Regions from separate parts of the Mus musculus genome. Here all the other regions are linked to region 2. The links are chromatin contacts, called in public Hi-C, HiChIP or PLAC-seq and promoter capture Hi-C maps. All regions are on one chromosome and are shown on one strand. The core of a region is the stretch at or near the end of the contact, and the rest is flanking DNA. Distances in the headings are between cores, read along the strand shown.

What was found. Promoter capture Hi-C pulls out the DNA fragments that hold promoters and counts their contacts. Hi-C and Micro-C count contacts between places; a contact is called where the count stands out from the background. HiChIP or PLAC-seq counts read pairs in DNA pulled down with a chosen protein or histone mark. Capture Hi-C pulls out chosen DNA fragments and counts their contacts.
Region 1: a promoter capture Hi-C map of pre-B cells shows a contact between it and region 2, with 5 times the contacts expected there. The contact joins the promoter of Coro1c here to the promoter of Tpst2 in region 2. A contact is called at or near these places in 3 of 39 promoter capture datasets (the 3T3-L1 cell line, liver and pre-B cells), 2 of 484 Hi-C or Micro-C datasets (B cells and the G1E-ER4 cell line) and 1 of 115 datasets of contacts at active chromatin or transcription factors (pancreatic cancer cells).
Region 3: an H3K4me3 HiChIP or PLAC-seq map of the 230-238 cell line shows a contact between it and region 2, with 6 times the contacts expected there. The contact joins the promoter of Tmem119 here to the promoter of Tpst2 in region 2. A contact is called at or near these places in 2 of 39 promoter capture datasets (the 3T3-L1 cell line and the C10 cell line), 1 of 484 Hi-C or Micro-C datasets (B cells) and 1 of 115 datasets of contacts at active chromatin or transcription factors (the 230-238 cell line).
Region 4: a contact with region 2 is called in a promoter capture Hi-C map of adipose tissue, with 3 times the contacts expected there. The contact joins the promoter of Ep400 here to the promoter of Tpst2 in region 2. A contact is called at or near these places in 2 of 39 promoter capture datasets (frontonasal cranial neural crest and maxillary cranial neural crest), 1 of 484 Hi-C or Micro-C datasets (B cells), 4 of 115 datasets of contacts at active chromatin or transcription factors (embryonic forebrain, microglia, pancreatic cancer cells and 1 more) and 2 of 9 other capture datasets (adipose tissue and liver).
Region 5: a contact with region 2 is called in a Hi-C map of B cells, with 13 read pairs. The contact joins the promoter of Selplg here to the promoter of Tpst2 in region 2. A contact is called at or near these places in 3 of 39 promoter capture datasets (the C10 cell line, the HPC-7 cell line and pre-B cells), 4 of 484 Hi-C or Micro-C datasets (B cells, CD4 T cells, CD8 T cells and 1 more), 5 of 115 datasets of contacts at active chromatin or transcription factors (the 230-238 cell line, T-cell acute lymphoblastic leukemia, large pre-B cells and 2 more) and 1 of 9 other capture datasets (liver).
Region 6: a contact with region 2 is called in an H3K27ac HiChIP or PLAC-seq map of extraembryonic endoderm stem cells, with 12 times the contacts expected there. The contact joins the promoter of Fbrsl1 here to the promoter of Tpst2 in region 2. A contact is called at or near these places in 3 of 39 promoter capture datasets (frontonasal cranial neural crest and liver), 2 of 484 Hi-C or Micro-C datasets (CD8 T cells and uterus), 2 of 115 datasets of contacts at active chromatin or transcription factors (extraembryonic endoderm stem cells and thymic regulatory T cells) and 1 of 9 other capture datasets (adipose tissue).
Region 7: a contact with region 2 is called in a FOXA1 HiChIP or PLAC-seq map of pancreatic cancer cells. The contact joins the promoter of Ssh1 here to the promoter of Tpst2 in region 2. A contact is called at or near these places in 2 of 39 promoter capture datasets (the 3T3-L1 cell line and pre-B cells), 1 of 484 Hi-C or Micro-C datasets (the G1E-ER4 cell line) and 1 of 115 datasets of contacts at active chromatin or transcription factors (pancreatic cancer cells).

What each region holds. Positions count from the first base shown.
Region 1 is chr5:113,907,366-113,910,065 of GRCm38.p6, reverse strand. Coro1c (coronin, actin binding protein 1C) reads left to right here and starts at 1,360. Exons shown (of 11, transcript NM_011779.3): 1 at 1,360-1,455.
Region 2 is chr5:112,275,349-112,278,048 of GRCm38.p6, reverse strand. Tpst2 (protein-tyrosine sulfotransferase 2) reads right to left here and starts at 1,304. Exons shown (of 7, transcript NM_009419.5): 1 at 1,278-1,304.
Region 3 is chr5:113,799,089-113,801,788 of GRCm38.p6, reverse strand. Tmem119 (transmembrane protein 119) reads left to right here and starts at 1,393. Exons shown (of 2, transcript NM_146162.3): 1 at 1,393-1,489. It overlaps Gm42004 (a long non-coding RNA gene), which reads right to left and starts at 1,223. Exons shown (of 5, transcript XR_878692.2): 1 at 1,138-1,223.
Region 4 is chr5:110,769,309-110,772,008 of GRCm38.p6, reverse strand. Ep400 (E1A binding protein p400) reads left to right here and starts at 1,292. Exons shown (of 52, transcript NM_029337.2): 1 at 1,292-1,517. Gm15559 (predicted gene 15559) reads right to left here and starts at 1,060. Exons shown (of 2, transcript NR_152254.1): 1 at 747-1,060.
Region 5 is chr5:113,829,154-113,831,853 of GRCm38.p6, reverse strand. Selplg (selectin, platelet (p-selectin) ligand) reads left to right here and starts at 1,353. Exons shown (of 2, transcript NM_009151.3): 1 at 1,353-1,505.
Region 6 is chr5:110,447,183-110,449,882 of GRCm38.p6, reverse strand. Fbrsl1 (fibrosin-like 1) reads left to right here and starts at 1,380. Exons shown (of 19, transcript NM_001142642.1): 1 at 1,380-2,003. The coding sequence starts at 1,716.
Region 7 is chr5:113,992,495-113,995,194 of GRCm38.p6, reverse strand. It overlaps Ssh1 (slingshot protein phosphatase 1), which reads left to right and starts at 1,405. Exons shown (of 15, transcript NM_198109.5): 1 at 1,405-1,531. The coding sequence starts at 1,463.

The sequences.
Region 1 (2,700 bases), core at 111-2,610, 1.6 Mb before region 2:
ACCAATCTTTAAAAATTGAGCTTTGCAGAGAGTAAAAACTTGCTGAGCAAGCTGCTTCATTCTGGTAGACCTAGATTTACACAACACATAATTTACACACACACACACACACACACACACACACACACACACTTTGCCTAATTTTATTTTATTTACTTATTTAGAGACAGAGTTTCTTTACATATCCCTGGATGTCCTGGAACTCAGTATGTAGACCAGGCTGGCCTGGAACTACTGACGGAGATCCACCTGCCTCAGCCTCCTCAGTGTTGGGACTAAAGGCGTGTGCCTTCTGTTTTGAGGTGGCAGTTTATCTTAATTCCTGCAACAAGAATTCAGGGGTTCTACCACTGAATGCCGACCACAGATTCCTGGACATCTCTGAGGCTAAAACAAAGTGAAAATTCATCCCTCTGCGAATTGTAAAGATGCCTTGCTTTGGGAAATAAATGGCCCAACCCCTCAGCTGGCCCAGATCTCTGGACGCAGTTTCCTTAGATCTTGGTATTTCAAAGCTTGATATTTCTGAAGGGGCTTTGGCTAATAGTGGGATAACCTTACACTCAAGATTAGGAAACTGAAATCCAAAGAGGTGAGTGAAATGGTCCCTGGGTCACTTCATTTGAGAGTAACAGGGCTAGGACACATATCCACGTGCTCATATGGAGGGACTTTAGCCAGGGAGTCTTCATTGCTTCTCCTTAGCTCTCTCTCATAGGTGTGGTCCAGCCCAAGGGTTGCCACCCTGCCCTGGAGAGTAGTGGGAGAGAGCGTGGGTGAGAGGGTTGAACCAGCCCTGATGGAGGTGGGGCTAAGAACTTGGGGCGGGGCTTACGGTTTAAGTACGCTCAGGGCTGTGGGCGGGGCTTGAGGTACAGCAAATAGGATGATCATAGGTTCCCCGGGTCTTCAGGAAATCCGAGCGGGGATTTGCGGCGCTCAACTGGGGGAAGCTAGGTTTTGGGGGCGGGGGGAAACCAAGCCCTGCTCACGGACTCGGTGGGCAGTTAGATGCGCTCAAACGACCATCCTCATAGAGAGGCTCTGCAGGGCCGTGGGTGGAGCTTAAGAACGCCCGCTCTGGTTCTAAAGACCTGGGTGGGGCTGGAAGGAGCCCGTGGGCGTGGCCACCCGGCCATTCAAGTGCCCCGGAAAGCGGGCGTGGGCTCCGAGTCTCCTTGCACCTCCCCGCGCCACCACAGGGGGCGCTCTAAGGAGAGCCGGGCATCTAACCGGGACCTTCCGGAAGTGGGCGTGGTGAAGCGTGGTTCGGCGGCGCTGGTTGGGCGCGGCCCCGGCGCGGGGGCGGGGCCCGCGCGCGCGAAGGCCTGGGCAGCGGCGGCCGCGCCCCTCCCCCGCGCGGCGCTCAGTGCCAGGCGGGAGGCGGCAGCGGTTGGAGGCTTCGCGGGGCTTTGCAGCAGGGACTTCGGCGGCGCCTCAGGCACCCGGGCTCTGGTAAGCAGCGCGCGCTCAGGACGGGGCAGCTCCGGAGCGAGCCCGGGGCGGGCGGGCCGGCCTCCGGGACCCCGCGTGTGAAGCTCTCGGCTGACAGGAGCCGGCGGCGCCGAGTGGTGCGGGGCGCACGCGCATGCCCCGGGCGCTGCGGCTGGGGAATGGCCGTCTGCGGGCAGCCGTGGGCCCGGCAGCCGTGAGGCGGTGTCTGAGCGCTGCGAAGAGCCTGCGGCCGAGCGCTCACGTGGGGCTGGGTCCGCGGGGGACCCCCGGTGTGCGGGGCGCGCCCGGGCGGGGCTCCGCCTGGCTCGCAGTGCATGGCCTCCTGGACCCTGAAGACCTGGGGCGGGGGCGGGCTGCAGTGGCGTGGCCTGGAGGAGGAACCCTGTCCCGGGTGCGGAACCTAGTGACCCGCGGGGCAGGTGGGGCTCAGCCGCGCCGAGATGGCTAGGATGACATCAGAGGTGGAGGGTGGGGACGCCCAGCCCAGCTCTGCCGCCGGTCCCCCGGCGGGCGTACGCACAGCAGCCCTATCTATCTCCAGTGATGTGAATGAGCTGGGGGGAAGTAGCCGGCTGCAGGGCTTTCGGAGAAGAAAGGGGCTTCCTCCCGGAGGGAGGTGCCGGCCCCGACGTCCTTTTTTGGGAGTGTTCAAAGGGTTTTTTTTTGCAGGCTGGAAAAGGAAATGCAGGCTTTCTCTCCGTCGTGGTTTAGAATCACATCCTATATTTGGCCTTCATGTAGGCTGCCCTTGTTTTGTGGTGTCAGAACGGCTTGCTCTACACATTTCGGTCGTGGGATTCAGAGTGAGAAGCAAATTGCAAGTTGTTCGTCTCTCCCGGAATTGCTTCCTGTAAGCATTTGAAAGAGAATTGACCGCAGAGCGTGCTTATTCGCAGGGCCACAATATGTTTAGTTTTGGAAATGGTTGGCACGAAATAATTGTACTCCCATCCCGTGGCCTTCCCTACCGGGATTATATTCTAAAACAGTACTTGCGAGGCTCTTAGTCACCCTATATAATAAAGCGTCTTATTGTCCTTGTCTGGCAGCACCCTGACACCAGGGCCTGCTAGTAGAGGGAAGAACATGATGAAGTACAAGTAGTTGCTTCCTGCCTCCTTCTCGGGTGTGAAGGCAAATGGTAGTTCATATTCCTGTCTGTCCGCAGCTTCAGAGCAGCTGAACACAGTGCTTGGTTCTGGACATGTTAGAGAACACTGACCTAGGGAGACTTGGGGAGTGTGT
Region 2 (2,700 bases), core at 55-2,554:
CGGGGCTGAAACCGGAGAGTCTGGGGTTCAAGGTCAGCTTGAGGTAGATAAGACTTGGTCACAAATATCATCATAACCATCACATTCCAGAGGCAGTAAAGTGGTAAGGCACTTTGGGAGTTTGGCAGCTCCTCAATAGGTTAAACTTTAAAGGGATCCTGAAATTTAGGCAAAACTGAAAAGAGAAATACAGTGTGTGTATTCCCAGCAACAATACTAATCACAGCCATAAAGGAACATCAACCCACTGTCCATCTACAAACCAATGGACTACACACACACACACACACACACACACACAATATCCACACTAGGAAATACTATGCACATGAGGAACCATACACAGAACCACCCAGAGCAGAGAAATCCATAGACAGATAGTAGTGTAGATGAAGGTGAGCCGGGGTCTGGGGAAAGAGGTTTGGGAGTTGAGGGTTAGGGACTGCTGCTTTGGGGGATGTACAAATGTTCTAAAAGTAGACGAGGATCAGTGCGTAATGTGAGCATCCTAAAACCCACCAACCACCTAAAGTTTACTTCCAAAAGAAGATTTATATGGTTAGTGGATCAGACCTTCAGAAAAAGTGTTACAAAAAAAAAAATCCTTAGATACGGTTTTTAAAACAAGATATGGTAAATGGAATGAGCCCAAGGCGAGGCAAGGCGGGTACAGCGGTTCACAAATAACTTAACAGCTTCTTCAGGGTAACGAAACAAACCCAGTTCTGTATGTCCGGAAACAGAGGCTGGAGAAAGGGCATGTCCCCAATACTAAGCCGGAGCCTCCCAGCCCGATCTGCCCCAATGCAGAAGCTGGGCCTAACTAACCATCGGGCATCCCTGCTAGAATGAAAGAAACAAGGGGTTGGGGAGGGCAAGGAACAGTATGAACACCGGGAGCAGTGGGTACAGGGGCAGCCACCTCTGGGGGGAGGGGGGAGGGTCACACGCTCGCTCGCGCGCACAAAACCCCGCGGGAGAGTTTCTGCCCCGTCCTAGCTGTGAGTCCCAGCGCCCGGGCACGTGACCCCAGGCCTCAGTTTCCCACGTGTGAAGCAGGAAGCAAGCAAAACAGGGCAGAGCAAGAGAGGTCTACGCGTTCTTAAGAACCACCGTGGGCCGCGACCTCCGCAAGTTAACTTCCCCGCGGCGCCGCGCGGGTGGGGCTCCAGGCCACGCGCGTCCTCCCGCGGCGACCAGGCCTGTCCGCGCCGCCCACCGTCCGGACCGCGCCACGCAGCCCTGACCTGGTACTGGCCGAGGCCGCTGCCACCTACCGTGCCCAAATCGGCGCCCGCGCAGACTCCGGCTCCCTGCCGGCCGCCAGGGAGGCGCCGCGAGGGGCGGGGCCGCGTGTCGTGACGCAAGGGGCGGAGCCACTCGTGATCACGCCCCTGTCGCCTAGTGCTTGACCACGCCCCCAACGTCTATCGCTAGAGCCGCGACACTCCAGGCTTGCCCAGAGGGTTGGGGGCGGGACCCAGATAGGCCCTGCCCACACGCACGGCCTCCGCCACTCCCCCTCCCCTAGCTTCCCCTCTAGCGCCATGACGCAAGGGGTGTGGCCAAGAGAGCCCGCCCCTTCCAGCGTTGCCCCGCCCTCATCTCCTCCCCGGGGGCGGAGCCCCTGCCGTTAGAGCTTGCTGCTCTGGCTCCTTTAACTACGCAGGGCGTTCCTCCTCTGCACGGCATCCTTGAGGGCGCAGCCACAAGCTGGCGTTCAGACGCTGAGCGGGATGGCTGTCCGTCAGCGCAGGGGTGTGCACTATAGGTACAGGATTGGGTCCCAGAAAGGAGCCAGCCCAAGGTGTGCAGAGCAAAGGAGAAGGTGTAGGCTAGCCTCTCGCTGCGTCCTCTATAGCCTCTGTTTACAGCGCGCGCGCGCGCGCACGAGTTGTGGTGTGTTTTACCATTTTAAAATACATTAGATGGCTCGTTTGGTAAAGACGCTTGCAATCCCCGAAACCCGTGCAGAGATGGAAGAGTAGAACCGGCTCCACAAAGTTGTCTCCGACCTCCACACGTGTGCCTTGACACACAGTAATAAAAATAAATATTGAAAATAAAATCCTGGTGTTTGCGAGATGGCTTAGTGGGTAAGAGCGCCTGCCTCTAAGTCTGACGACATGAGTTCGATGAGGGACCCACATCATACAAGGACGTACCCCTCCCACCCAAACAAATCCTTTGACCTTCCAGGGTGTTGTGAAACCGTATACCCCAAACCTGTACAAAACTAAATGAAATTCATTTTTATACTAGTTACAACTAACACAAATATCTCTACAGGCCAGACAAAGCAAGGCACACAGATATGTGTTTGTCATTCATTCATTCATTCATTCATTCATTCATGTAGTCTATAAAACAGTGCCTGCCCTGTGGGAGATGCTGGGCTGACAAAGTCCCCGTCTTGGTGAAGCCAGTTACCAAAAATGAAACCACACAACATAGCATTTACTGAGTGCATATTTGAGATTTTTTTTTTTTTTTTGTGACTAACGACACAGCTCTGGGAGTTTTATACTATTTATGGGTGAAGAAAGATCAAAGAGCAAGGTCTGCCTGAAGGGGACTTCTGCTCCGCTGAGGGCTTTCTCTGAGCTTTATGATTCCACAAGTAAGCTGGATTCCCCTCAACAAGCCTTCCCAGCAGGGTCTGGAACTGGCCAGGCAAGAGTAGGTTCCAAAACTAGTCCA
Region 3 (2,700 bases), core at 144-2,643, 1.5 Mb before region 2:
TCCTAGAGGCAGGTCTGTGTCTGTGTCTTGACTGGCTGGGTCCTGCTCAGCTCTGTCTGATCTTCAGTGTCAGGGTGTGTCAGCCATTTACTGAAACAAACAAGTGAATGAGTGAGTGAATGAATGAATGAGTGGATGAGTGAGTGAGTGGATGAGTGAGTGAATTAATGAGTGAGTGGATGAGTGAGTGAATGAATGAATGAGTGAGTGAGTGAATGAGTGAGTGAATGAATGAGAGGACGAGTGAGTGGATGAGTGAGTGAGTGAATGAATGAGAGGATGAGTGAGTGAATGAATGAATGAGTGAGTGAATGAATGAGAGGATGAGTGAGTGAATGAATGAATGAGTGAATGAGTGAGTGAATGAATGAGTGGATGAGTGAGTGAGTAGATGAGTGAGTGGATGAGTAAATGAATGAATGAGTGGATGAGTGAGTGAGTGGATGAGTGAGTGAATGAATGAGTGAGTGGATGAGTGAGTGAATGAATGAATGAGTGGATGAGTGAGTGAGTGAATAAATAAGAGGACGAGTGAGTGAATGAATGAATGAGTGAGTGAATGAATGAGAGGATGAGTGAGTGAATGAATGAATGAGTGAGTGAATGAGTGAGTGGATGAATGAGTGAGTAGATGAGTGAGTGGATGAGTGAATGAATGAATGAGTGGATGAGTGAGTGAATGAATGAATGAGTGAGTGAATGACTGGATGAATGAGTGAGTGGATGAATGAATGAGTGAGTGCCAGGTCCCATGGATCAGTTACCTATGGTGCTTCAGGGTATTTGAACTCCCCACCCCCTCTCCACTTCTGTGGAATGGGCTCATAGCTTCTGCTCAAACTGCCCTACTAGGGCTTAGTGAGGTCTCAGAGTTCAGGATGTCAGTACCTCAGGGAGTACCCTGACCCCCTAAGAATGGAGAAACTGAGGCCAGGGGAGGAAGGGCCCGGGCAGTGCCTGATCTCAGCATCCCCAGGTTTCCCTGAGACACCCCCACTCCCACTCTGCACCCTAAGCTTGGAAATCCTGAGTCACAGCTGGATTGGGCCACGCCACGGAGATTTTTTCCTTCCCACTTCCAGGGGCCCCAGATCTTCCTGACCTCATCCTTCAGGGAGTGTGGGGGATGGGACGGACCTCAGCTCAGAGTTCTGGGAACGTTCTCCTGGAAGCCCCTCTGTCTGTCAGTCTGTCTGAGCCTGCCCAGGGGACCTGAGGTCAAGAAGAAGCAAGCTTGGAGTGTGAAGAGGGTGGGACTGTGGGTGGCCCGGCATAGTCCCGCCCCACACTGTCCCCACCCCAAGCCCTCTTAATGAAATCAAGCTGGCCCTCCAGCCCAGCAGGGAGGAGGAAAGGGGAGGGCCTGGAGGCCGAGGCGGGCAGGCACCAGCCAGAGCAGCTGGCGGCAGACGGCAGGCAGACAGTCAGACCGTCTAGCGGGCCTGGCTTGCCTACCTGGCAGCTGCACCCGGTCCTTCACCCAGAGCTGGTAAGTCTCTGCCTCCTGCTGCTGGGGACTCTTGGAGAACTCCGCAGAATCCCTAAGTGTGCGTGCAATCTGTGTGTGTGTTTGAGGCCGTGAGCACCCATGTGATTAGATATGTGATTAGATGTGTGAGCATGGATGAAGGCGGCACGCGTGTAGTTGGGATGTAGAGAGGGTGCCAGGGCGACGTTTCCAGGGCCAGTGTGCTGCTGGTGTAAACTTGTATTGTCCCGTGTGTTGCGGTAGGCTGTGTTTGGGATGTCTGATGCACCACTTGGAATACTTGTGTGTGTGTGTGTGTGTGTGTGTGTGTGTGTGTGAGCTTATGTGTAGACTCTGAGACCTCAGGCTCCTTCCAAGCCTCTTCTTGAGGGACCAGGACCCTGTCCTTGCAGGCAGGCCCTGAGGGAATAGGCTAGGCATACAATGTTTCAGCCACAGCCCCCCCCCCCCCAGTCTCCTAATTGAAGCCAGGTTTCTGTGGCCTGCCTCTCCATCACTGGCCATCCGTTTCTGAGTGAGGGCTGGTAGAACAGAGGCTCTGGGTTAGCTGTCTCAGGTCCTTGGGTACCCAGTCCTTCCTTCGGGGTGGATTCGCCTCATCTGCATATTCATGGACATCTCAATTTAAAACAGAAGCTCTTAAGACAGAGGGTCTAGCAGGGAGAGCATACTGGACAAGTGCATCCACTTGCTAACATTTATTACATGCTAGGCACTGCTGTGACCTGTCCCCATTGCGCAGATGTGGAAACTGGAGCTCAAAGGGTTGACATGCCCAACCCTTTGGGAGGGTATAGTCGAGCTGTTCTGAGCCACCTCTCCATCAGGGGCTCTCTCTGTTGGGCAGGCTGTTTACAGTCTGACTGAGTTCCCTCTGGTGCGAATCCTGAGTGCTTGTATAGGAGCAGGCAGGCAAAGGACGTCTGGCACATCAGCAATCATTTCAGACCTGTTCAGGTCAGTTCTTCTGTTCCCCAGAGGGGAAACTGAGGCTTGGAGAATTTAAGGGTCCCATGACCATCTCCATGCAGACCTGAGTCCTCTTGTTTAGTCACCTGCTACCTTTCTCTGGGAGCAAGGAGAGACTGGGGGGGGGGGTGAAGTTCTGAGAGTAGGGGGTCTTGTTCTTCAGAGACAGGAATGGTTTCTGCTTCTTCTTCTGCACCCCTTTGGCTGATTGCAAGTGCCACAGAGAGGTCAATGCTTTCTTG
Region 4 (2,700 bases), core at 43-2,542, 1.5 Mb after region 2:
ATTTCACCAACCCCTATCTTGAGCTTTTAAAAAGATCCTTTATTTTAGAGTTTCATGCATGTATGTTTTGGTCATATCCACCTTCTCTTCATTTCCCCTTATTCCCTACAACTTCCACTGGCTCCTTCCTAACACATTTCCCTCCTGTTTTTTATTTTGAGATGGGGTCTCATGTATTCCAGGACAGCCTCAAACATGATGAATGGATGAAGCCAGCATGAACCCCAGATCTTGCTGCTTCAGCCTCAAGTTCTGGGATTATAGCAGTGGTTCTCAAACATTCTGATGCTGTGACTCTTTAATACAGCTCCTTATGTTGTGGTGACCCCCAACCATATTTCATTGGTACTTCATAACTGTAATTTTGCTACTGCTATAAGTTGTAATGGAAATAAATATCTGACATGCCGGATATCTTATATGTGACCCATAGGCTGAGATCCACTGAATTACAAGCTTGTGCCACGAAGCTCAGTTAATTTCTTCCTTTTTTTTATAGTGTTTTTAAAATTATAATCTTTTGTTGGGCAGTGGTGGTGCATGCCTTTATTTAATCCCAGCATTTGGGAGGCAGAGGCAGGTGGATTTCTGAGTTTGAGGCCAGCCTGGTCTGCAGAGTGAGTTCCAGGACAGCTAGGGCTGCACCGAGAAACCCTGTCTCAAAACAAAACAAAACAACAAAACAAAACAACAACAACAAAAAATATATATATAAAATCTTTTTCAAACTCGTACTACAATCTTACCTCCTCTTGGGTCGTGGTTTCTTTTGCATTTCTGTGATGTCTAATGATGCTGGATGTATTTTCAGACTTCTGCTCACTGCGCCTCAGGCGCCTTTTTGTTCATAGGGCTAGTCCCCTATTTCCCACGGAGGCGGAGCACACCCAGAGGATGCGATCAGGTCCGCTCGAGCTTTCCTAAACAGCCTCCCCCGCTGGAGCGAGTCGCCAGGTGGCGTAACTGAGTGAAACTCGGGGTCCGCCCCCAACTGACGAGGCCACGCCCCTTCCCGAGTCTACCGGAACTTCCCCGAGGCCTGAGGCTCCGCCTTGTACCCATGAGGCCACGCCCCAGCCCGCGTGCACCGCCTCAGCCCCCCCAGCCCTTCCCTGCGCGTGCGCCGACTCCCCTCGTCCTGTCCGAAGCGGTCCCGCCTCGTACGGATGAGGCCTTTCGGAGGCGGCCCTGAGGTGGCTCTCCGCTCTCCAAACTCCGCCCAACGCACCTCCTGCATACAGCTCCGCCCCTAACCGCCTGCTTAAGAAGCCGCTTCGGTCCTGCCTCCGCCGTCAGCAGCGCCTCAGCTTCAGGCGACCCCGCGCGGCTGCGAGCGGCCCTACAGGATAGGTACCGTTAGTCCCTCGCCGCGCGCCGTAGCACCGGCGCTGCTACTTCCTGTGCCCGTGGACCCGGATGTGCCGAGCGGCTGCGGCGCGCTCGAGCCTCCCGGCTGTCCTGACGCGGCGGAGCGCGGCTTTTGCTCGCGGTGCAAGCGAACGGGATAGCGTCAGCGGGTGAGAGGCGGGACGGTGGGTGGTAGGCGGCAACGGCGGCGTGCCGAGCGGTTGTGTTTAGCGGTGCTGCTGCTGCTGGCGTCGCGGCGGGCCCAGGCCGCGGCGGCGCTTTGTCGTGGGCGGGCGGGGCCGAGGGGCCGGGCGGCGCTGAGAGGGGACCGGTCGGTGGCTCGGCGCGTGGTCCGGCCTCAGCAAGGCCCTTCTCTGGTCAGCGCTCTCGAGTGCGCCGTTCTTTCTGGGCAGGCGCGCGGCCGTTTCCGAGCGCTCGGGAAGGCGGGGCTCTTAACGCCCGCGGCACCGTTGGTCCGCGGCGCGCGGGGCTTCCTTTCGCGACGTAGAGCCTTGAGCGGAGACAGAGCGGGAAGGACGCCGGGGATCTGGCAGAGCTCCCCGGGCCGGGGCTCGGAGGTGTACCATCAGCCGCCGAGCCGCTGTCTCCGCAGGTCTGTCCCTAGGTCCAGTATCCTGGAGCACCGCGACTTGGAATTGGGGGTTGCGCTCATCCCTGGCACTTGTCACTTGTGCTCTCGATTATACGTGTGGCAAAAACGGTCCTTGTTTTGTTTCGGTTTTGGTTTTGTTTCGCTTTTCCATTTTAAGTCAGGGTCTTACCCTGGAGCCTTGGCTGGCCTTTTAACTCGCCATTTAGACCAGGCTGGCCTTGAGCTCACGAAGATCCGCGATTCTTGTACCTGGGTGTGTGTGTGTGTGTGTGTGTGTGTGTGTGTGTGTGAGAGAGAGAGAGAGAGAAAATGAATGAATGAATATGAATTATACAATTTGGATGGCCACAAGGCAAACCACATGTTAACTTTAAATCTTCTTTTTACGTATTTAGGTTTTCTGAGACAAAAAGTCTCATGGAAGTCCGAATCAGCCTGGACTAGACTCATTAAGTAGTCCAAGCTGGTCTGTAATTCTTAGCAATCCAGATGCCTCCACCTTGATACTGGGTTTGCAGGTGTGAGACATCATGCCTGGCTGTTTTTATTTACTTGCCATTGAGAGGAATCTTTGTGTCCCAGGCTGGCCTCAGATCCTGGCCTCAGGTTATCTTCCTACCTCAGTCTCTTGCGTATCTGGGAGTGCTGGTTCCTGCTGCAGTGCCCAGCCCCCTCTAACCCCCTTAATTTATTTATATATTTTAAAAAACCCAAAAAAACAAAAAACACATGGTCTCACT
Region 5 (2,700 bases), core at 104-2,603, 1.6 Mb before region 2:
GCAGGGCAGACCCTGGAGGCTAATCCCTTTGTCCACTTCCAGATCCACACTGTGCATGCTTGACCTCCAGTCTTTACCTCATCTATCTCACCTCATCTCCTGCCTGACCCCGTAGCTCACCCTGGAGTGTCGCTTTTACTGGAGGGTATGTGGTCATGGTCTACCAGCCTGTTTACTGGCTGGCCTCACCATCCCATGGACAAGGGGGATTGTATGAGACCAAGGCTGCTGATCAACCTGAGATACAGGCAAAGGAAATCTGTTGGGCAAAGGAACAGATAAGGGAGAAATCCATTGGGGAATGACCCTCCCTGTCTGGCGAGTCCTTGACTGTTGGATTTTTCATGGAGCAGTTAAGACAGGGTCTTACTTTTTTGTTGGTTTGGTTTGGTTTGGTTTTTTGGTTTTTTGAGACAGGGTTTCTCTGTGTAGCCTTGGCTGTCCTGGAACTCACTCTGAGATCAGGCTGGCCTCAAACTTAGAAATCTGCCTGCCTCTGCCTCCCAAGTGCTGGGATTAAAGGTTCGAGCCACCACTGCCTGGCGAGTAACTTTAGCCCAGGCTAGCCTCAGACCCACAGTACTCTTCCTGCTTTGGCATCCCCACCACTAAGATTAAAAGTGAGAGCCACTACACCCAGTTATGTAGAACCCTGTGAGAGGAAAAGCCTCGTAGCCCCAGAGAAAGGAGGATCCTGAGGCCAAGCTGAGCTGTGGAGACGTGGAGAGGTTGGGGAGTATGCACAAGAATGCATGTGACTCACACACAAGCACATGTACAAACACACGTGTACATGCATGCACACACGTACACAAATGTGCATATACACATGTATACACACATGCACACATGAGCATGCACATGTACAAATGCATGCACATACACACATGAGCATACACATGTACAAATGCATGCACATACACACATACATACACACATGTGCACACAAGCACACACGTGTGCACACACCAGCATGCACACACACAAAAAACACTCTATGCATAAGCTCCAAAAAGGTGGGTGATTTGCAGTTCCTGCCCCTCTGCCTCCCATTCTCCATCTCCATTGAGACCCTCCCTCCCTTCTGTCTGGCCTTTGCCTCCATGGCAGGGGTTCTCTCTGGTTGCCTCTCTCCAGTTGCCCATAGAACAAGGCTGTGACTCTTCTCTGAGGTCTCATGTAGAGGTCCCCTCACAGTAAGCACCCCCCATACCTTCCTTGAACTTTCAAGATTGTTATCAGTCCCAACAAACCGCCATCACACTGCCCACCCAGCTTTAATCAGACTTGTCACCAAAGCTGTCACAAACAAGGGGGTGTGGGCGCGTCACGTGACCAGCCTGAGTAACCTCATTCTCGCTTCCTTCTTCCACACCCTGCCGTTGGGGGTTGGCGGGCAGATTGGGACCACAAGTGTCTGGCAGTGTGGACTGGGGCCCTGTCACTGAGGCAGAGTCGTTTGCTTCTGGGCCCTGAGGCAGCTGCCCCATGCTCTGTTGGGCACGGTAAGTCTGATTCGAAAAACCATGGGGAGTGGCTGGGGGCCCAAGGGACAAGGAGCCCGCCTTTGCAAGGTGCCTGGGCCCTTGTGAGTGGTGCTGACGTTCTGGGCCGAGGTCTCCCAGGAGACTTGGGCTTCTCCATCCTTAGCTGAAAATGCTCAGCTACTGCCTGTTTACCAGGCTGGCCTTGCAGTCTCTGTGTGGAGGCTCAGAGAAGCCCGGGTCCTCTGCCCTGAAACTATCCCACCCTTCCTCTCAACTGTGGGAAGCTCAAGGCCAGAGCTGAGACTGAGTCTGGACGAGTCGTGGAGTTTGTCTCAAGGTTGTTAAGGCATGAAACATTCTTTGGGATACTCTCTCTCTCTCCTCCTCTTCCCTCCCTCCCTCCCTCCCTCCCTCTCTCTCAAATCAGATATGGTCTCCATTTGTTCATAGGCTAGCCTGGAACTCTATGTAGCCCAGGCTAGCCTCTTGCCTTGGCCTCATGCTAGGGTTATATAGGGTTATATAGGTTATATGCACCACCATACCAGCCTTCTTGGATCTAAATTTTTATTTTCATTTATTATTATTTATTAACTATTATTTGCATATGAGCATATGGCATGGGCACTTGTGCGCATGAGCAGGCACATGAGTGTTATGCAGTATGTGTGGAGGTCAGAGAATAACTTGGGGGAGTCAGTTCTCTCCCACAGTGGGTTCTGGGAACTGAACTCAGGTCAGCAGGCTTCCCCAGCAAGCACTTTGACCCTCAGAGCCATCCAGCCTCCACTTTAATCCCTTTTTTCTTATTTATTTATTTATTTATTTATTTATTTATTTATTATATGTAAGTACACTGTAGCTGTCTTCAGACACTCCAGAAGAGCACATCAGATTTTGTTACAGATGGTTGTGAGCCACCATGTGGTTGCTGGGATTTGAACTCAGGACCTTTGGAAGAGCAGTCGGCAATCTTAACCGCTGAGTCATCTCACCAGCCCTGCCTTTTTTTTTTTCTTAATTAAATCAGATTGAGAAAACAGTACTTGTTCATAGGAAATTGTTTTTTTAAGTTGGTATTATCATTATCATTGCTATTATTTTATTATTATTATTAATTTTTTTCGAGACGGGATTTCTGTGTAGCCCTGGCTGTCCTGGAACTCACTATGTAGACCAGGCTAGCCTCAAACTCAGAAATCCACCTACCTCT
Region 6 (2,700 bases), core at 131-2,630, 1.8 Mb after region 2:
CTTGGAGTGGAAAAGGGTTGACCTAGAGTGAAACTCCCCACAAGCTGGGAGTGGGGTGGTCTCAGGAGGAGGTGTCTAAAAGAGAACAGTTAGCAGGAATGAGGAGCTGCCTTGGTTCTGCGTCTTTCCAACAGGGTTCTTTAGCTAGTTAGATGCTAGCTCTGAGTAGTTTTGTAATAAAATCTGGAATGGGAAGAAGAGGGAAGGCTGGCAGGTAGGCTGGCAGGTGTGTTGGTCCCCGTGTTGTTAAGTGAAAGAGCACACTTGTGGATGATAGGCCACGTTCCCAGATGCCCCAAGGGACGTCTTGGCAGAGAGCCTGTGGCCATCTCAGGAGCCAGAAAATGTGCACTTGAGGTCCTGTCCAGGGGCATTCTTCAGTCGTGTCTGCTTCCTTTCAGGGCCTCTGCTGCCCAGATGTAGGCATGGCTCAATGTCACTTTTCACTCAGTGCCCAATGCCCAAGCTGTGACACCTCCCTTCTCTTCATGTCAAATGTTCTCACTGGAGGAATTGCTGAGACTTCGTGCCCAGCTCCAGGGCATCCCAACTGGGGAAGTTGCTGAGGAAACTCACGGTTTTGTCTAGTTTTGTACTTCCTATCGGCGGTCCCCAAGTCCTTGGACTAGTGTAGGCAGGTCTCTAAGGAAAGACTACTTGAGACTGGAGGGTTTGGTTTTCAGGGCGCTACCTAATTTTGCATGGGGACCAGAGTGAAACTGGGCTTGAGGGCTTGCAGGTGGACGATGACGTACGCGCTGCCTCTAGGACTTCAGCACAGTGAGCCCCCAGCACCAACCTACCTACTCTCTCTCACGTGCTTCCACTCAGTTTGCCCCAAGCTACTGTAGGTGCATAGACCCATCACCTCCTACGGGAAGGGCGGAAGGGGAGGCGCTGATCGCCACAAACTCGCTGTAGGTGGCTGGGCAGTACTTGTAGGCGAGCACTAATTGCCTAGTAGGCGTGGTCAACAAGGCGAGGCATGAAGTAGGAGGGATCTGACCATGACTAGGCTCAGCGACCTGCACAGGTGAGCAGGACCGGAAGGCAAGGGCGGGGCTTAAGGAACTGAGAAAGCGTAGACAAGAGAGGTGGAGCCGGGAAGAATGGGGCGTGATCTGACAGGGTCGGGGGGTCGGAATTCTAAAGAGCTGTGCGCAAACGGGTGTGGCCTGTTGCAGGGGCGGAGCAAAGGGAAAGCTTCCCCCCTTTCGGGGGCGGGGCTTAACGTGAAAGGGCGAGGGCCCGCTCAGCGCAGAGCCATTTAGTCCGGAAGGGCGGGGTCAGGGCGGGGCCAGGGTGGGGCGGAGTCGACGGGTCAGCCTCCCCCAGCTGCGCCCGCTTCCTCTGGCACTCCGGCCCGGCGGAAGTGCGTCAGTTGTTATCCGCTCTGGTCGCTGCCACTACTGTGTCTGCCTCACGGTCCCGGTGCTCAGAAGCTCCGCCACCCGCCGCCTTCTGCCGCTGCCCGCCGGTCGCCATGGGCCGTGTCCCTGGGGACCTGGTCTAGGGTCGCCGAGAGACCGCCGCACTCCGATGCGCGGGACCCGGGGTCCTAGCCCGCGCGGCGTCCGGTGCTGAGAGCCCGCGCCCGGCATGCCCGCCCCGGTCCCGAGCCCGCCCCGGCCCCGAGCCCGCGCGGCGCCCTCGCAGCCCGGCGGCACGGCGTAGCAGGCGGTGCGGGGCGCCAAGGTCACCGCCGCGGCGCCGCCATGGAGGCCAAGGTCCGGCCAAGCCGGCGTTCGCGCGCGCAGCGAGATCGCGGCCGGCGTCGGGAAGCCGCCCGGGACGCCCGCGCCCAGAGCCCGTCGTCGGGTGAGGAGCCAGAGCCCAGTCCTGGCAAGGAGAACGCGGGACTCCACGGCGCGCCGCCTCAGCGCCCTACGCCTCTGCGCGCTGCGCGCCCCCCGCGGCGCCGTCGCCGCGAGTCCAGCTCGCAGGAGGAGGAGGTTATTGACGGCTTCGCTATAGCCAGCTTCAGCACCCTGGAGGCCCTGGAGGTAGGTGGGCTGGAAGGCCAGACCCGGGACCAAGGAAACGCATACGTATGCCTCCTGGCCCCGCGCTGCAACCTTGCCAGGAAGAGGACCTGGAGTGAGGGGTGTGTGGGAGGACTTAAACCACGCCACCTAAGCGGGCTTTGCAGCGATCGTTACTTGTTGCCAAGTTATCGCTGCGTCCGGGACCAGCTGGGGATTTGGACATTGTTGGGCCTCGGGGAGGCAGCGACGATAAAATGGACACTTGGGATTCTTCCTGTCCTATGATCTCTTAAGGGTTCTTTGGAGGGAACCGGGAGTCAACTGGCAAACCCTTCTTGGTGATCATTGCATGGGTATAGGTAATAGATTTGCTAAGAATACTACGTGTTTGACTGAGTTGTCGTGCACAGTATTTGCTGAGCAAAGTGTCCTTCCGACCTGAACTCAGGTTAGTAGAAGAGAAGGAAGTGAGAGAAATGGTCAGTGAGTGAGTGAGTAGTCACTGTGTCTCTGGAACTCAAGTGGTTGAAAATGCTGGTCAGGCCTTCAGGGCACTAGCAGAACCTTCAAACCCCTAGCAATGCAGAGATCTCTGTCTGGGTGAAAACTTTGGGGACCACATCTCATCTGCTGGGCTGTGGTCGCAGGGATTACTGCGACCCTATTCACTCTTGCCCTGACTGATACCTGCGATTTCCCAGTTTCAGGCCAAGCT
Region 7 (2,700 bases), core at 156-2,655, 1.7 Mb before region 2:
ATTCTGGAACACTCGTGATCATCTATCAGCCAAAGAATAGCTCCAAACAGAGGGGAGCCCTGCTGGGTATTGCCATTCAAAACCTGTCTTACTTAGTGCTGAAAAACTGTGGACCAAATTCACAGACAAAAAGTATACTCAGTCCTGTTTTGACATAGTTGCCTTCTGAAAATGCAGAGGATGCTTTGTGTCGACATAGGGGGCAGTTAATGGCGCCATTCTCAGATCTTTAAAAACCGAGACTCTTTGCACTTAGCAGGAGCGTCTGTTAAATACGAGCAACTGGAAACTTCCTTACATTGCGGGGTAACCCCACTGAAAATCCCCTTTAAGGGTTGGTTACATGGTACATAAAGGAGCCTTGCCACTAAGGCTAGTGACCTGAATTTGATTCATGCATGTATTCATACGCATATCACACACACACACAGATAATAATAAATAAAAATTTAAAAAGAAAGACAATCCTTATTTGAGGATGGAGACTGTTGATACCCTCAAGACGGTGGAAGAGGCAGGGAGGAGCCAGGTTTCCTCTCGGGCTTTGAGGATGATGGAGTGGGACTGGAGACTTGTGATTAGCAAGGCTTGGGTACCACAAGAGGTCCAGAGTAGGGGTCGGGGCTCTGTGAAAGAGAAGTTTCTATCAAGTTGCCCAGTACCGCCTTGCTGGGGTCCCTCACCCTGGCCCACTGGCAACCTTTCCAAAGCCAATGCAACGCGCCCGCTTATCCCCACTGCTGTCCCCGGGCAAGCTTCTGGCCGGCCCACAGTTCTCTCTCCCTCCGTGGGTTAGTCCAGCTCACGGAAATCCTGCCTCCTAGCAAGTACTACTCCTTCGAGAAGCCTTTCCTCTCGCCACCCACTAGTCTGCGTTTCTAGACACCAGAAGGAATTCGAAGATTAGATCAGCCCTTGGTGGTGCAGGCGTTGGAATCCAGGACCTTGAGTAGGCCGGCGGGACACCCTGCTACTGGGCTACACCCCAATCCTATGCAAAGCAACTCTGCAAGCGGATTTCACAGTCCCGGGGGTGGGGTGGGGTGGGGGGAGGCCCCGCACTTTGTATGAGCAGAGTAACTTTCCTTGAAAGAATAAACGAGTGAGTCTTTTACAAACTCTGGGCAGCTTTGCTCTGCTGGCCTTGCCTTCGGAGGCCTCAGTTTCCCTACGCTGCCCGCGAGTCTAGCGGCGGAGGAGGGGCCCAGGCCGGGCGGCTGCAGCCAGCGCGGGGGCGCGCGCGAGTGGACGTGACCGCGCGGCGGGGCCCGCCCCAGGCCGGTCACTGGCGCATGCGCATCACTGCCCGAGCGCTGCGGGCCCGGCGGACTCCGGAGCCGGGGAAGGGGGTGGGGGGTGGGGAGTTTGCGGGAGGGAGGAGGGAAGAGGGAGGGAGCGAGGGGCGGGCCCGGCGCGGCTGCCCGGCCGGCTGCTGGAGGCCCCGGGCCGGGCCCGCGCCGCGATGGCCTTGGTGACCCTTCAGCGCTCTCCCACGCCCAGCGCCGCGTCTTCCTCCGCAAGCAACAGCGAGGTGAGCCCGGCCGCACCCTCCCACAAGGTGTGAGGCGGAGGTGCGTCCGCCCTTGGGGTGCGGGCGTCCCCGCGTCCCGGTGACTGAGCATGCGCCGGGCTGGGGTCGCGGAGGTGGGGGGGCGGGGGGGGATGCTTCCAGATCGCAGGGCACCAGGAAAGGCTCTGGTCGGCTCTGGGCTGCAGGGTCTCGGGTTCCGCTCGGGGCCTGAGCTCATGCTGCTTAATCGGGGTAGATGGGGACCGGAGCGTCCGGGTCCTCAGGACGGCCTGCCCCAGGCTGTGCTACCCCAGCCGGGCTCATCCCACCCCCTTCCCCTGATGAGCTTAAGGCCTCGGAGTAAACCCCGGATGACCCAGCCGGCTGCAGGGGACGCCCCGCTGTGCTGGGCTAGCCCCGCAGGCCCAGGAAGTTGCCAGCTGGAATCTGGGCCCTCTCCCGGGGTTGTGTGTCTGCGTGAGACTTGGCTCAGCACCCCTGCGTGCCCGTGTTGGTGCGTTTTGGGCTCGTCTTGCGGGGACTGGCAGGCATCTTTGCAGAATGGCTGTGAGGTTAAGCCTCCAGGGCCCTTTCTGTCTGAGACTCTTTCATGAGTTTTATCTGCAGGCAGAAGGTTCTGGTTGCCTCCTCTTTGCACACAATTAGGCAGGGCAACTGAGAAGTTAGATTGTAGTAAGGCCTCTCTTCCCACACAGCTCGGTTCCCCTACAACAGTTTACAAAGTGCCTTTTATCTTGTGTTCTTCCTAGGAAACTACAGGAGCATAGGGAAGCAGGGAGGGGCAGTACAGGCCTTTGCAGCCGAAATTCTCTTCCTTCCTTCCTTCCTTCCTTCCTTCCTTCCTTCCTTCATCATGTAGTTGTGGCTGGCCCCCTGCCTCTGCGTCTCAGATGTTGTCAGTTCAGAAGAGCTTTCCACACCTGGCTCTCAGCCTGGATTTCTAGCCAACTTCCATAATGTTATGGGAATTTAACACTTGGTCGCTTCCAGTTCCTGTATTAGACACATTTTTAGGCTTTTAATCTTTTTTTTTTTAGTTGAGATGTAACTCACAGCCTGTGGCTTTACCTTTTGGAAGTATGTAAGTCAGCGTTAGTAGACACACCCGCTCAGCCACTCAGTCCCGAAGCTTCAGCGCCCCGCCCTTCTCAGTTACCGCTTGTCTTTGC